2 separate regions of the Zea mays genome follow, and region 2 is linked to region 1. The links are chromatin contacts, called in public Hi-C maps. All regions are on one chromosome and are shown on one strand. The core of a region is the stretch at or near the end of the contact, and the rest is flanking DNA. Distances in the headings are between cores, read along the strand shown.

Region 1 (6,536 bases), core at 2,705-5,204:
GTCGAGTTTATGCTTAAATGCAAGTAATTGGTATGCTAGGCTTACTCATCCGGAGCTTGCTCCTTGCTGTATATCGATTATTGGCTAGAATATGTTGAATAACTAGCCCTGAGTTTGAGGCTAGCTTTTGAACCTGCTTTTGATTTTTGCAAAAGCCAAAAAACAACCAAAGAGGTGAAAAATAACAACTGCTTTGGCCCATAAGCTGCATTTAATTTAGTACAAAACTGAAAGCAGCTCACCCTACTTTTGCCTACTGTGAAGGTGGGCAACATTAAAAAAATTACCCACCTGACACTGGTTATGACGATATCGACCCATTTTTCTTCTTATTTCTCGTCTCTGGCCACCACGACTCCTTTCCCGTCCCATGCGACATCTCTAGCCTATGGCGGTGCTCCTTCCTATCCGGCGCTCGTCTCTAGCGACCTGTCCCTCTTTAATCTCCCCGGGCAAGGCCATCCCCTTGAGCATGCATGGCTCCGGCCCCTGCCCCAACGACGGGCATGACCTGGCCACCGCGCGGGACCTCGGCTGTCACGAGGGCAAGCGTGTGAGTGCGACCTCGACCGAGGATCTATCTAGAGTAAGAAGATGAGGCTGATGGACTGGGTCTGCTTGTCACTGAGAAGCTGATAGCAATTTTTTCAAAAGTCACAACTGTTGAACCAAACAACTTTTAGCTTTCGCAGTCCTTAACCCACAACCGCTTTTCCATAGCCCACAGCCACAACTGCGTTTTCATAGCATACAGGTCACAACAACTTTTTCAGAAGCCACAGCTTAAGCAAGCACAACCTGTCTCTTATCAGTTATCTCTAAAATGGCCCGATGTTTTTAGTGAAAATGTTTTTAAGTTCTTTTTTTATCCTGCTACTAGTAACAGATTACTTTGGCCTTGAGATTGATCCCTATAGCTGTATATAAACAGAGTACCTTAGTAATTTAATTCATGTTATCTCGCTGTTCGAAATCGAACTTTATCTTCCAATTGTCTTCATTTTTTTGTCATCCTTGTGCTGAAGTGCTGGCAGCTGTTTAATTGCTTATTTCAGTTGGGTATACATCATTCTATACCCTTTGCTTGTAAATCTGCTGATGTAATCTCATAAAATTATTTGCAGCCAATGGTCAGGAAAGCAGTCAAAGCTGATGATAGAATGCTTAAACAATGGAAATCTCATGGAACAAGTGATGGGATTTCTGTTCTTATGGATCATGAAATGATGTTTCCCGTTGTGCAAATTGGTTCACAGTTTTCTAAATGGATAAAAGTCCATAACCCAAGCCTGGAGCGTGCAGCCATGCAGCTGATAGTGAACTCCGAGGAGATCATTGACCAATGCAAAACTGTAACTGATGTATGTGAACTCACATTCTCAAGCAAATCTCCAGAGGTTAACTCAACTGAGACTAGATTTGGTTTCTCGTTAGGTGATGCAGCAATCACCGAGGCCTATGTCGATCCTTCAGAGACTGCTTTGCTTGGTCCTATTGTCTTCCGTCCCTCGAATCACTGTATGTGGTCAAGCATGGTTTTGATCAGAAACAACCTGTCGGGTGTGGAGATGCTGCCTCTCCGGGCATATGGTGGGCGACAATCTATTGTCCTTCTAGAGGAATCTGAGCCTGCTTGGAAGCTAGAGTTCAGCCTTGGGTCCAATGTTCATAATAAATCAACGATGACCAAACAAGAGATCCCAAGCTCTTTGTGCAGTCAACAGCTAACCAAAGAGATACATGTTAAAAACAGCGGTGACCTTCCTCTACAAGTGACAAAGGTTAAAGTTTCAGGAGCTGATTGTGGTGTGGATGGATTTACCGTGGACAACTGCAAAGGATTTAGCTTAGCACCGAGTGAATCAATAAGAATGCTCATTTCTTTTCAAGCTGACTTCTCTTCAGCTATGGTTCAGAGAGATCTTGAGTTGGTCATGACTACTGGCATCTTTCCGATCCCTATGACTGCAACAATTCCGGTCTGCATGCTTAACCAGTGCAGAAAATCTTATCTCAGATCTGCCCACTGGAAGCTGTTGGTAATCTTGTTTGGAGCTTTAGCACTGCTTATTCTGGTCTTTGTCCGTTATGCCCCAGATTCTTTGACAGTGGGCTCTCAAGACTATATCAAGATTGATGACAAAAAAAGTGCCATTTTCGAGGAGAACAAGAAAAGTACCATTAACAAGACCCTTTTCCTTAACCAAAGCAGCAAAAAGTCCAGGTTAGTTTTGACCAGTTCCTCTACCTTTTCCCAAGTCCATTCCAATTTGACATTTATTTGAGTTTGATCATTTGTGGTTTGTGCACAGGACAAATAAGGAACACAAAAGAACTGAAGAAGCTGTTGCTGAGAAGTACCCTGCCAGTGTTGTTGATAGCTCAAAGAGAGCAGATGACAAGAATAAACCTGATGAACAACTGCACACAACTTCGACGGTATCCGTGTCCCGAGGTAATCCAGTGGAAGATAAGGCCTCAAGAGAAGCTCCGCAGACCAGTGAAAACCTCACGATCAGGATTGCTCGAGACAAAGGGAAACGAAGGAAGCGGAAAGTTGGTGCAGGACTGGCAGGGAAGTTTGAGGTTTCTAGCAGCCACAGCGGGAACTCAACACCGTCTTCGCCATTGTCGCAGAGCTCAACCCCGAAACATGGCTGGTCTTTTTCTGGGGCGCCATCAGAGCCGAAGCATGAAAACAAAGTCGAGAGCAGATTCGATGTCGAGGCAACGGCATCACCAACTCGCGCTAATCATGAGAAGAAGAAAACTTGGTCGCAAGTCGCTAAGGAGCAGCCTCGCTCTCGTTCAGCCTCACCAGGAATCACATCACCACCTCCAAGCCCTGCAGTGACCGCCCCCGTCGCATGGCGCTCTCCGTCATTGGCCCCCACGTCTTCACCGACAGCTCCACAGTCTCGTGCTCCTGGCTCCAATCTGGTGAAAGACAAGGCTGTGAAGAGAGACGTGGGTGCTGCTGCGGCTGCGGCTGCGCCTTCCCCGAAGAAAGAGTTCACCTACGACATATGGGGAGACCATTTCCCAGGAAACCTGCTGGTGGTCGCAAGGGAGGCCGCGCCACGCAAGATGCCTGACGCTTCTGAAGGCGCCTCCTATAGCTTGTTTGCTAGAGAGCCCCAGACCCTCATGATGAAGCCATCATCATCTGCACCGCCGCCCATGTCTCGCGGCCGCGGTTCGCCGCCGTCTCATGTAGCATCTGGTTACGGAATAAAATGACCCTGAAAGCTTAAAATAATTTGACCCTGCGTCTTGCATGCATTCATGCGCGCTCCGTTTCTACTAACCGTGCATCCTATCCTAACACGAGGCAGGCTGACGGCGCACATGTAAAAAAAAATTATATAAAAGCTGAATAAAGTGAAGCACGTTAAAACTGCACTGAATTAAACGGTGTGAATTGAGCAGTAAAGATCTGATTGCAACGTCGAGAAACCAAAGGTCTGATTACATTTTGCTTCAGGTGAACGCGATTCAAAGAACGGAACCGACCACACATGATTAGGCTTTTCAGCCTAAAAGATTCTAAAGTGTCATCATGTCTCATCTCGCTATCATCTGCAGACATGAGGGCAATTATGTTCCTGTATAAAGCAGGAGAGGTGCTTGATGCATGCTAGTGGGTGCCTCGTTCGTTAAAAGCCTAAAAGGATCTCTAAGAGGTCCCAAAAAATGACTCCTAATAACCAGTTTTTAGTAGCATTTCAAAAAAAATCGTGGATAAAATTTTAACTCCTTTTCCAATAGTTCCTTTAAAAATAGATCAAACATATTTTAAACTAGAACAAGCCATCCTTTGGCTTGAACCTACATCACCATTAAAGTCTCTCCCCCGTGGACGCCAAGAACGCCCTCTTTATCTTGGAGCATCTTCAGTTTTAGCCTCCATTGCTGCTCCGTATGCTATTGCTACATTCGCATCGAAGTTCCTACTGCAAAGAACGACGTGGCATCGCGAAGAGCACAAGTGCTGGGAGTTCATTTGCATGGACTGGAGTTTCTCCTAACGATGACCAGCTGCAGGTAATTGCAGGGTGATTATACGGGTACTAGAAACAGAGACGACAGACAGGTCACGGACTGCAGGCAGCGGATACCCCGTCACGTATTGCCATGCTGCCTGTATGTATGTATTATAACAAAAGCAGGTCTCACTTTCAGAGCCAGAATACACACATCATACAGCACTCAAAATGCCTTATTCTGATGCGACGCGTTGGTCACTTGGGTCTTCCCGATCCAGCAGTGCTTGCTCTCCCCCAATCCAGACCTATCTAGAGTGGAGAAGGGCAAGCAATCGGCACCGCTCCGCTACCGGACATGTCAAATCTCCGTCACTTGGAGCTGAAGAGTGGTAGCCTATAGTAAATAGCATGCAGGTTCATTACTCACGAGCCGCCAGCATGTTTTACATGGAATTTCCCCCCAACTCACCCGAGCCTGAGCGATGTGTCGGAGCAGTCGTCGGTGTCGGTGGACGGGCGCGGATAGGACGTGTTCGTCACGGATTCAGACGACTGCCCTTCCTCGTACACGAACTCTGGATCGGCGCCAAGCTGCGTCTCCATCCTCGACATCCGTGTCACCTGCAGCTTCAGGTCCCCGTTGGCTTAAACCTCCGAGACGTCGGTCGAAACAAACGGAGAGCGGAATGGAAACCTTCATTCATTCAGAAGGTGGGGGAGAGAGAGCAGGGATTTACTTGCTCCTTCAGCCTTGAGTTCTCCTCGATCAGCTGCGTTCTCTGTTTAACAACACAGGTGAGGACGGACGCTGTCAGAATTCAGAAGGCAGGAAACGGGATTTCTGGCTGAACAACGTAATGCGAAAGAGTCCAGCTGCATCTTTCATCAGCATCTTGTTTGTTTTCGAGATAAACTAACTAGAGCAGTTTGGAAAGGGAGTGATGCTTGCCTTTCTTTCCAGACCGCTGATCTCGTCAAGGATTTTTTGGCTCTGCAATTTGTTTTTCCCAAGAAAAGAGATGGTTATGTTATGCTACGCATCATTACTGTACTGTATACAGTCTGATGCTGTCACCAACTCATGAGTATATCAGCAGGGCATACCTACCTTGGTTTTGAGTACAGAGCCGAGGCCGGATTCGAGGGTCTTCTCGAGCTCCTGCAGCTGTTCGACGCTCAGCCTCTGGAGCTCCTCTCCTCTCATCTGCCTGTAGACAATTAACGGTTACTTCTGCAACATGCTGATACCCAGAGAACAACACACAAGCAATAACCAGAGAGTAGCTCCATGAGGATCACCAAGTAACAAACAACATTGTCCGTAACTAGTGGGCAGTCACAAAAAACACCAACAGCGACACCAAACAATAACAACCAGAGAGTAGCATTCGTAGCACCACAGCGACGACTAAGCGACATCTAAAGAGCCCACAACAAGAGGGCAGCAGTCAGCTCCACAAGCGACAACCAAGAAACAAACAATTACCTCATACCTTAAGCTGCCAGCAACGGCAAGATGTAGTTCACTTTCGAGGAGTCAACCCAGCTTTAATTTTGATCAAATATATATAAAAGATATTTATAATACAAAATTAGTATTATTAGATTAGATAGATCTTTAAATCTATTTTCACAACAAACTTATTTAAAGATATAAATGTTATTAAATATTTTCTACAAATCTAGTCAAACTTGACAAATGTTAAGTGTTACGAAAAATCTAGCATCAACTGTTTTAGGATAGAGAGAGATATCGAGATGATACCTCTTAGAAGAACATGACCCATAATGGGCGTTGTTGATCACATGACAAAATCGAACTAGGTTTGCTCCTAAGTTACATAAGTAAGTGGAATGGGGCCTCATATCAATGCCGGCCTTCACCTTACCGGCTTTACTGCAACGACCAAAATGTGGCTAGGGCTTTCACCTTACACCCACAAGACCACCTTCTATCACACTACTGAAAAAAGGGCTAGTATCGATTGAAAATCAGCTACATTTCTGAGTTTGTTTGGTTTGTTGACTAAGGCGCCACAATGTGCCTAACTTTTTTGCCTAAAGTTAGTTCTTCAATTCGAACAACTAAGTTTAGGCAGATTGTGGCGCCTTAGATAGGAAACCAAACAACCCCTAAATGCGCTAATCCTTGGTTCCGGTTGCATGACCCGGTACTAAAGGACCTTCAGTGTCGGTTGATGGCTTCAAATGGTAGGGTTCCACGCCTGCCATATAGGCGCCCTCGAGGGACTTCTTACTACCGATTGGAACCACTAGTGTTCGAATTTTTTTCCTATATATTTACAGATTAAAAAAATCAACCTGCATGGGTACGACCGTGTCCATCAGTTCACCCATATGGGCATATGGCCACCCAAAACACTGTCTTGCACTGTTTTATACTGCAGGTTGTAATGTTTGTAGAGTAGAATTTGAATATAGATACGATAGTGGGTAAGCTATTGGAGATAGCCTAAGACAACCCCGGAAATTATATTAAGAAGACCTCACACAAGTCGAGAAAACCTCTCGAACCCCTGCCCCACACAT
Region 2 (6,948 bases), core at 2,764-5,263, 150 kb after region 1:
CGCTAGCAGTGCTGTCATTGGCCTGGCAATCTTGGAGAAACCTTCAATGAAACGTTGATACTAACCGGCCATTCCAATGAAACTCTTGATTCCTCGGACATCTTTTGGGGCTTTCCAGTCCAAAATAGTTGCTACCTTCTTCGGATCCATAGCTAATCCATCTCGGTTTATAACATGGCCTAAGAACAGAACTTCACTGATCCAGAACTCGCACTTACTCAGTTTGGCATACAGCTGGCAATCTCATAGCCTTTGCAATACTTTCCTCAAGTGCTCTTTATGCTCTTGCTCATTCTGGGAATATATGAGGATATTATTAATGAACACCACTATGAACTTGCCAAGGTAGTCCATGAACACACTATTCATCAAGTACATGAAGAAAGCTGGCGCATTCGTCAGACCGAATGACATGACCGTGAACTCATGTAGTCCATACTTGGTGATAAATGCGGTCTTCGGTATGTCCAAAGGCCAGATCCTGAGCTGATGGTAACTTGACCTCAGATATATCTTCGAGAACACACTGGCTCCTCTCAACTGATCGAACAGATCTTCAATTCTGGGCAGCTAGGGGGTACTTGTTCTTGATAGCGACTTCATTCAAAGATCTGTAATCAATGCACATTCTTTTTGTCGCATCTTTCTTCTCCACAAATAACACTGGGGCAGCCCAAGGTGAGGTACTTGGTCTGATGTAGTCTTTCTCTAACAACTCATCAATCTGCTTCTTAAGTTCCACCAATTCTGGTCCGGACACTCGATAGGCTCTCTTGGAAATAGGGGTTGTGCCAGGTATAAGCTCTATGGCAAATTCAACTTTTCTTTCAGGTGGCATGCCTAGTAAATCCTCTAGAAACACATCCGGGAATTCTGATACTACTGTGATAGCTTCTGATGGCTCGATTTCCTCAATATGGGTGGTGATATGGTGATAGCTTCCTTTCCTTGGTCCAGATAAGACCAACTCCACTAACACTTCCTCTCCTGATAAGGACACTAACTTAACAGTCCTCTCGTCACAGCTAAGGCTTGCTCGATATTTGGTTAGCCAATTCATCCCTAGGATGACATCTTTGGTTACATCTCGGGTACCCATTACTATCCGGTCAGCGGGGAACTCTATCCCCCTTATTTGAACTCTTTCACAGGGCAAAATTTATCTATTTGGGTCCTCCCACCAATTGAACTAACCCTCATAGGTGGATACATGGGTGTTACTGGTATATTGTGTGTTTCTACCCATGATGCAATCACAAAAGAATGTGTTGCTACAATATCAAATAACATATTTGCAGAGTGGGATTCGACTGATAATGTACCTAGTGCAACTCCTGGGGTCTCCTGGACTGTGTCGGCATCTAGGTGGTTCACCTTTCCGTACCGGGCACGAGGTTGCCCACGGTTGTTGCCTACTTGTTGATGTGCATTCTGTCTTGCAGGGGCATTGGGAGCTGACTGCTGCTGAGCCGCTTTCTTTGGGCAATGAATCGCGCAGTGGCCTTGTTCCCCACAATGGAAACATCCACGACCTCCTCCTTGTGCTAGACCTGCTTGGTTGTTCTGGGTGGTTGCTGGGGCAGGAAGGCAAAGTGCCTAATTGTTCTGGTGATACTGCTGCTTCTGCTGAGGGGACTGCCTCTGATACTGTTGCTGGTGCTCACGCTCGTGTCCTTGAGGGTGACCTTTCTTGAACTGCTGAGGTGGGTTGCTTGAGCAACGGAGATGGTTGCTACTCCCGGCCTGAGATCCACCAATCTTGCATTTCTTGTCCTCCATCTCCCGGTGCTTCCTTTCGGTCATGATTGCTCTGTCGATCAAATGCTAGAAGGTAGGGAAAGTGTGGTTCATTAGCTGGTAGTGAAGGGGTCAACCAAACCTCTCAGAAAACGGTACTATCTCTTAGCATTTATGTTGACATCTTCGGGTTCATAGCGTGACAACTGCAGAAACTTGTCCCTATACTCACTGACAGATAGGGGGCCTTGCTTCAACGCTAGAAATTCCTCCTTCCTCACGATCATTAATCCTTCAGGCACATGATAACGACGTAAATAGTCCCTGAACTCCTCCCAGGTGATGGCTTCAGGGTCTGCATGGGTGGCAAGGTAGGACTCCCACCAAGACTATGCTGCTCCCCTTAGCAAGTGGGGATCATACAGAACCTTCTCACGATCGTTGCACTGAGCAGTGTGCAACTCACGTCCTACGGTACGCAGCTAATCTTCAGCGTCCATGGGGTCATCAGAATGGGCAAAAGATAGGGGATGACCCCTCATGAACTCCACCCGCTTGTCTCTAGACATCTGTGGCATTTGAACTTACATATGAGGTTGATGGGGTTGCTGCTGCTACACCTGCTGCATTGCTGCTAAAGTTTGGGAAATTGCTTGGACTGCTTGGATTTGCATCAGGAACATCTGCGCAACGATCATCGGGGGTGGTGGTGGCAACTGTTGCTGAGGTGCCTCCTCCTGGGGTGCATGCTGCTCCTGCCGAGCACGTCTTCCACCTCTGCGCCTGTTTTCAAACATTTGTATAAAGCATACACACATCGGATCTGACTCTGCAGTCTTTCAGCATAAGCAAAGGTATATAGAAATATTCATAACACTGAACAATTGATCATCTTCATTAACTCTCAACACAGCCAACACAACTTTTCAGATAAAGAGGAAAATGAAAATAAATGGGTTGCCCAACTAAATAACTAACTTTATTAATAACTATACCAAGTGGCAGGGGTTCCTACACCTTGGTGACAATCATTACAAAGATCCAACTTCATTACGAGTTCATCACGACAAGCATCAAAACATATGATAAGCAAACTAAGACTAAGATACTAAATTAAGCATTATTACAGACTTTGACTGTGTCGATCTATGACTTCAAATCTATCTGGTTCCTACAGTCAGGGCGCCGAACGGTTAGGGTTATTAGGTAGAAGTATGCTAAACCCATATCTAGTGATTTGTTGATTGTCTGCCTATCTATGCAAATTGCATGTAGCTAAATTACATGTGGTTCAATATAAGTCATAAGTTGAAAATAAAGCATGGTGATGTAGTGCTAGTGTTTATACTACATTGCGCCAATGTTTTTCCAGTTTATCCAATTTATATTAGCTGCTAATGTTTTTTCTTATGCTTACTTGTAGAGTTCTTGGTGGAAGTAATGCATAATTTGAGAAGAAAAATGGAGCTACAATGCATGTGTGATAAGCTTATGCAATGTATTTTTTTCTCCCCAGACACTATTTTTTATTATTAGCTTGGTTGGCATTTGGTGCTACTCGAATTAAATTAGCTCTATTAAGATGCATTATGTTAGTAGCAACAACTGCTGCTTTTTATGCCAACTGGATTGTAAAGCAAAAGTCTTAATATGTGATAAACTAGATTATTTCTAGAATAATTGTCTGAAACTGTAAGTTGAAACAATCTGAATCTATGTGTAAGCTAGAATCTTCTCTGCAAAATAATGGGATAATTATCTGCAAGCTATCATTATTTATGAAAATGTCTGAATCTGTCTAGTGTGACTCCCTAGGGAATCTTCCAAATAGCATCACAGGCTGTTTGGTTCCCCAAAATTGGCCTAAATTAAATCATTTTCTAAGAATTGGTTTGGCTCCCAAGAATTAGCATGGCAGAACGTTTGGATCTATTCATTTTGAAGGAATTGAAATTTACTTAATAAAATAACTTATTTAGCTTAGAATTTATCATTCCACCACTTTCCAGAATTCATAAGGTAGAGGATGAGAAATGATTTTATATATCAGTACAATTTGTTTCCACTCTATAACTTATAGAACACCCTTCCCCTCACTTCTCTATAATAAAAATATAATACATAAATTTTTCGATATCTTGCTAATAATAATATACAAATATATTTTATATAAAATTAAATTAACTTAATTGATATGGCCTAAATTGTTTATTAGAATAGAATTTAATTCAAGGATTGAAACGTTGCGTGAATTGAATCATTTTTGACCATTTCAACCTAATTGCAATCCGCGTAAACGTAGCTTTCTCTCAGTTCAGACGCTTCACCATCGGAAAGGCCACAGCTAGGGTTCGATACTTCGATCCCCACTCCATCTCCACCGAAGACCGTCGCGTCGCTCCGCCACCGAAGCAGCTCAAGTGAGTCCTCTACCTCGCCCTCATCCATCTCCCATCTTCCTCGCCCTCTTCCCTATGTGCTGTACCGATGCCGACGCGCACAGGGACTGGCTCGGGTGGGGCTGCGACTGTCGCGCGGTTGGATCCGAGGCTATGGAGCAGTGAGCTCCGTAGTTGACGGCCACCTCAATCTCCTTGGTGAATCTGTATAGGTCTGGCCACCTGCTGCTCGCCTCCGTGACGTGCACTGTTGTGGACCCTGGCAACTTTGCTCTGCTGTTCATGGGGGTGGTGTTTGGTGTGGGCATGCGCACGAGGAATGGGAATCAAAATTTACTTGGTCGTCAATTTGATTTTCACGAATAAGAAGGGTTCAAGCATCTCATATTACATCACCAATCAGTTTATCAATTGACATCTCTAACCTTTTTTCTGTCTATACAGATTTCTCTATAAGATGAGCTGGAGATTTCCTCTCTTCGGGTATGGTGATATTATTGAAATCAATCTAGGCTGTTGTCACTATCTATGTTTTATAAGCCCTGGCATCTCATCTATCTGCTTAAATTAGTTAGGCTTTACCTATTCCTGATTTCCTATATGCATTTGGTACATGTTTTCTTTGGAACCTTCTACTTCAAATAAGTTGTGCAATCACAAGACCATGGTGCTTAGTTTTAGTTTTTTTCTCCTTGTACACCCTCACAGTCCAAAAGTTCTTTGGTCAATATAAGAGAATTGTACCTAATTTCTATGTGTCATTTTCCTGTGGATGCATCTTAACAGTTATACTGAATGTTTAAGGATGCCATATAAGAAATTATGCCTCAGAAGTTCTGAAAATTTTGCTCTCTTGGTTATTGCTATTGGCTCTGCTGAATGCGCTCATAGCAGCTCTCAGCAGCAGCAAGCAGATCCAAGTTTCCAGGACATCCCTACGCAGTCTTGGTACCCTCCCTCGGTGGTAGGTTCCTCTTCACGTCCATCCACCCCTACCTCTTCTAGTGCTAGTCTACACCAAAGAGCTTCAGATAGTCCGCAGTCTTCATCCCGTGGGCAACCATCTCCTGCTGAGGCTGCAGGGATAATTGCCCGTTTGAAGGATAAGAGGTTAGCACACAGTCTTATTCCCTCTAGTGATTTATCTCTGGCTTTCTTGCATACAAGATTGTCTCCTCTATCACATATTTATTATGTTGCATTGAAATACTTTCTCATCCTTTACTATGAAGCGCATGCTCTTAGGGTTATCCCCAAACTGGGACATTTACCAAAACTGTCTCCAGATCTATAACATACGACTTCTCTAATTTGGATACCTTAACACTATACTAGGGCAACCATTATGTTATGGATTGGCATCTCATATCTGTGAACGGCTTGTAGGGTGATTGTAAGGGTAATAAAAGTATAGATGATCTGGTCATCTAGAAAATGGCATTTGGTGTAGGTTGGAGAACTAGTTGATAAATGTTGTATAATTTTGGATTGACCATTTATGCATGGCTGATTCTTTGTGCTGTGTTTGCTAATTCTCTTTGTTGACAGCATATGTATTTGCACAATATTAATTTTCCGGATGATGCATCATTTGGCTGGAGTTGACAACCTTGTTATATCATGCTATTTTAATATTTTTTATGCAGTATTGAGGAGTTACAAAGGCTATTGAAAGACAGAGAGGCATATAATGCATTCTTTAACTCACTTGATCAAGTGAAAACCCAGAACAATGTAAGCTCTGTTGCACGACCACTTTTTATATTTGTGATGCTGAGTTCACCAGAGGATGCTAAAGTCCTTTCCGCAACATAACCCACATTTTTATGGCCTGTTTAGAATGGAATGAAAAACACAGGAAAGGAAAAAACTATAGGAATAGGAAATGGGTGTAGTGGCAAAACAGAGTTTTAGTGTTTTTTCCTATGATTATTGATGTTGGTTTTTCTGTCAGTGCTGATGATCTTGTTCTTATTGTGCACACATCAACTTGTGGACAGACTCTTCTTTTTATTGATGATATAACCCTCAGTATATTGCCTTTGTGAAGGCATGTCTGAGTTTCTTATATCTAATCTTGGCTCTTTTTGTTATTTTCTTGGGATTGAGGTCTCCACGTTTGAGGGCTTCTATTTGTCTCAAGTACATTTAGGGTTTTCTTGATCGTTATTCTCTTAGACTCCCATGGAGCTCAATGTTCATCTTTGTGCCACTGATGGTGAGCCTCTTGTTGATCCTACCCGGTATCGTCACATAGTCGGGAGTCTTGTTTATATTGGTGTCACTTGTCCTAATATTTCTTATTCTGTGAATATCTTAGTCAGTTTATTTTGGCCCCACTTAGCTCTACTATAGTCACTTGCTTCGCTATGTTATCTTTGTGGGACTATGTGTTCTTTGTTCTTTCCAAGCACAAGTTCTTTACAGCTCCAGGCCTACTGTGGTGCTACTTGTGCTAGTGATCCCTCTGATCGTCGATCTCTTTCTGCATTTTGTGTTTTTCTTGGTGGCTCCATTGTTTTCAGATCGTCTGATCAATGCCACTGGGCGATCAACTGATTAGTCGCAATTAGGCGACGATCAGGGCGATTAGTCGCTCCTGATCGACTCTAATCGTCCACCTGGTCGTCCTGTGTATTTCTAGGACATATATATATATATATATATATATATATATATATATATATATATATATATATATATATATATATATATATATATATATATATATATATATATATATATATATATATATATATATATATAGTATAGAGACTTGCTCAAGACAAGCACAAGTATAGAGTGTAGACAA

The links. A called contact is a pair of places that touch in the nucleus more often than the background predicts.
Region 2: a Hi-C map of ear shows a contact between it and region 1, with 1.7 times the contacts expected there. The contact joins the promoter of LOC100284677 here to the enhancer-like site in region 1. A contact is called at or near these places in 2 of 25 Hi-C or Micro-C datasets (ear and leaf).

Annotation. Positions count from the first base shown.
Region 1 is chr1:18,172,222-18,178,757 of Zm-B73-REFERENCE-NAM-5.0, forward strand. LOC103631819 reads left to right here. Exons shown (of 4, transcript XM_008653534.3): 3 at 1,125-2,224; 4 at 2,313-3,301. The coding sequence ends at 3,240. It overlaps LOC542034 (MADS-box transcription factor 47), which reads right to left. Exons shown (of 9, transcript NM_001319773.1): 5 at 5,095-5,194; 6 at 4,936-4,977; 7 at 4,724-4,765; 8 at 4,456-4,607; 9 at 3,975-4,380. The coding sequence ends at 4,356. Among protein-coding and RNA genes, the nearest start is that of LOC103631819, 5.7 kb to the left of the region's middle. Within about 2 kb of position 3,955, at least 7 of the 20 cell types and tissues checked have an H3K27ac peak or open chromatin away from gene starts, as enhancers often do. A contact at or near this core is called in ear and leaf, where this site is marked.
Region 2 is chr1:18,323,912-18,330,859 of Zm-B73-REFERENCE-NAM-5.0, forward strand. LOC100284677 reads left to right here and starts at 4,014. Exons shown (of 8, transcript NM_001413062.1): 1 at 4,014-4,157; 2 at 4,581-4,619; 3 at 5,028-5,246; 4 at 5,783-5,870. The coding sequence starts at 4,594.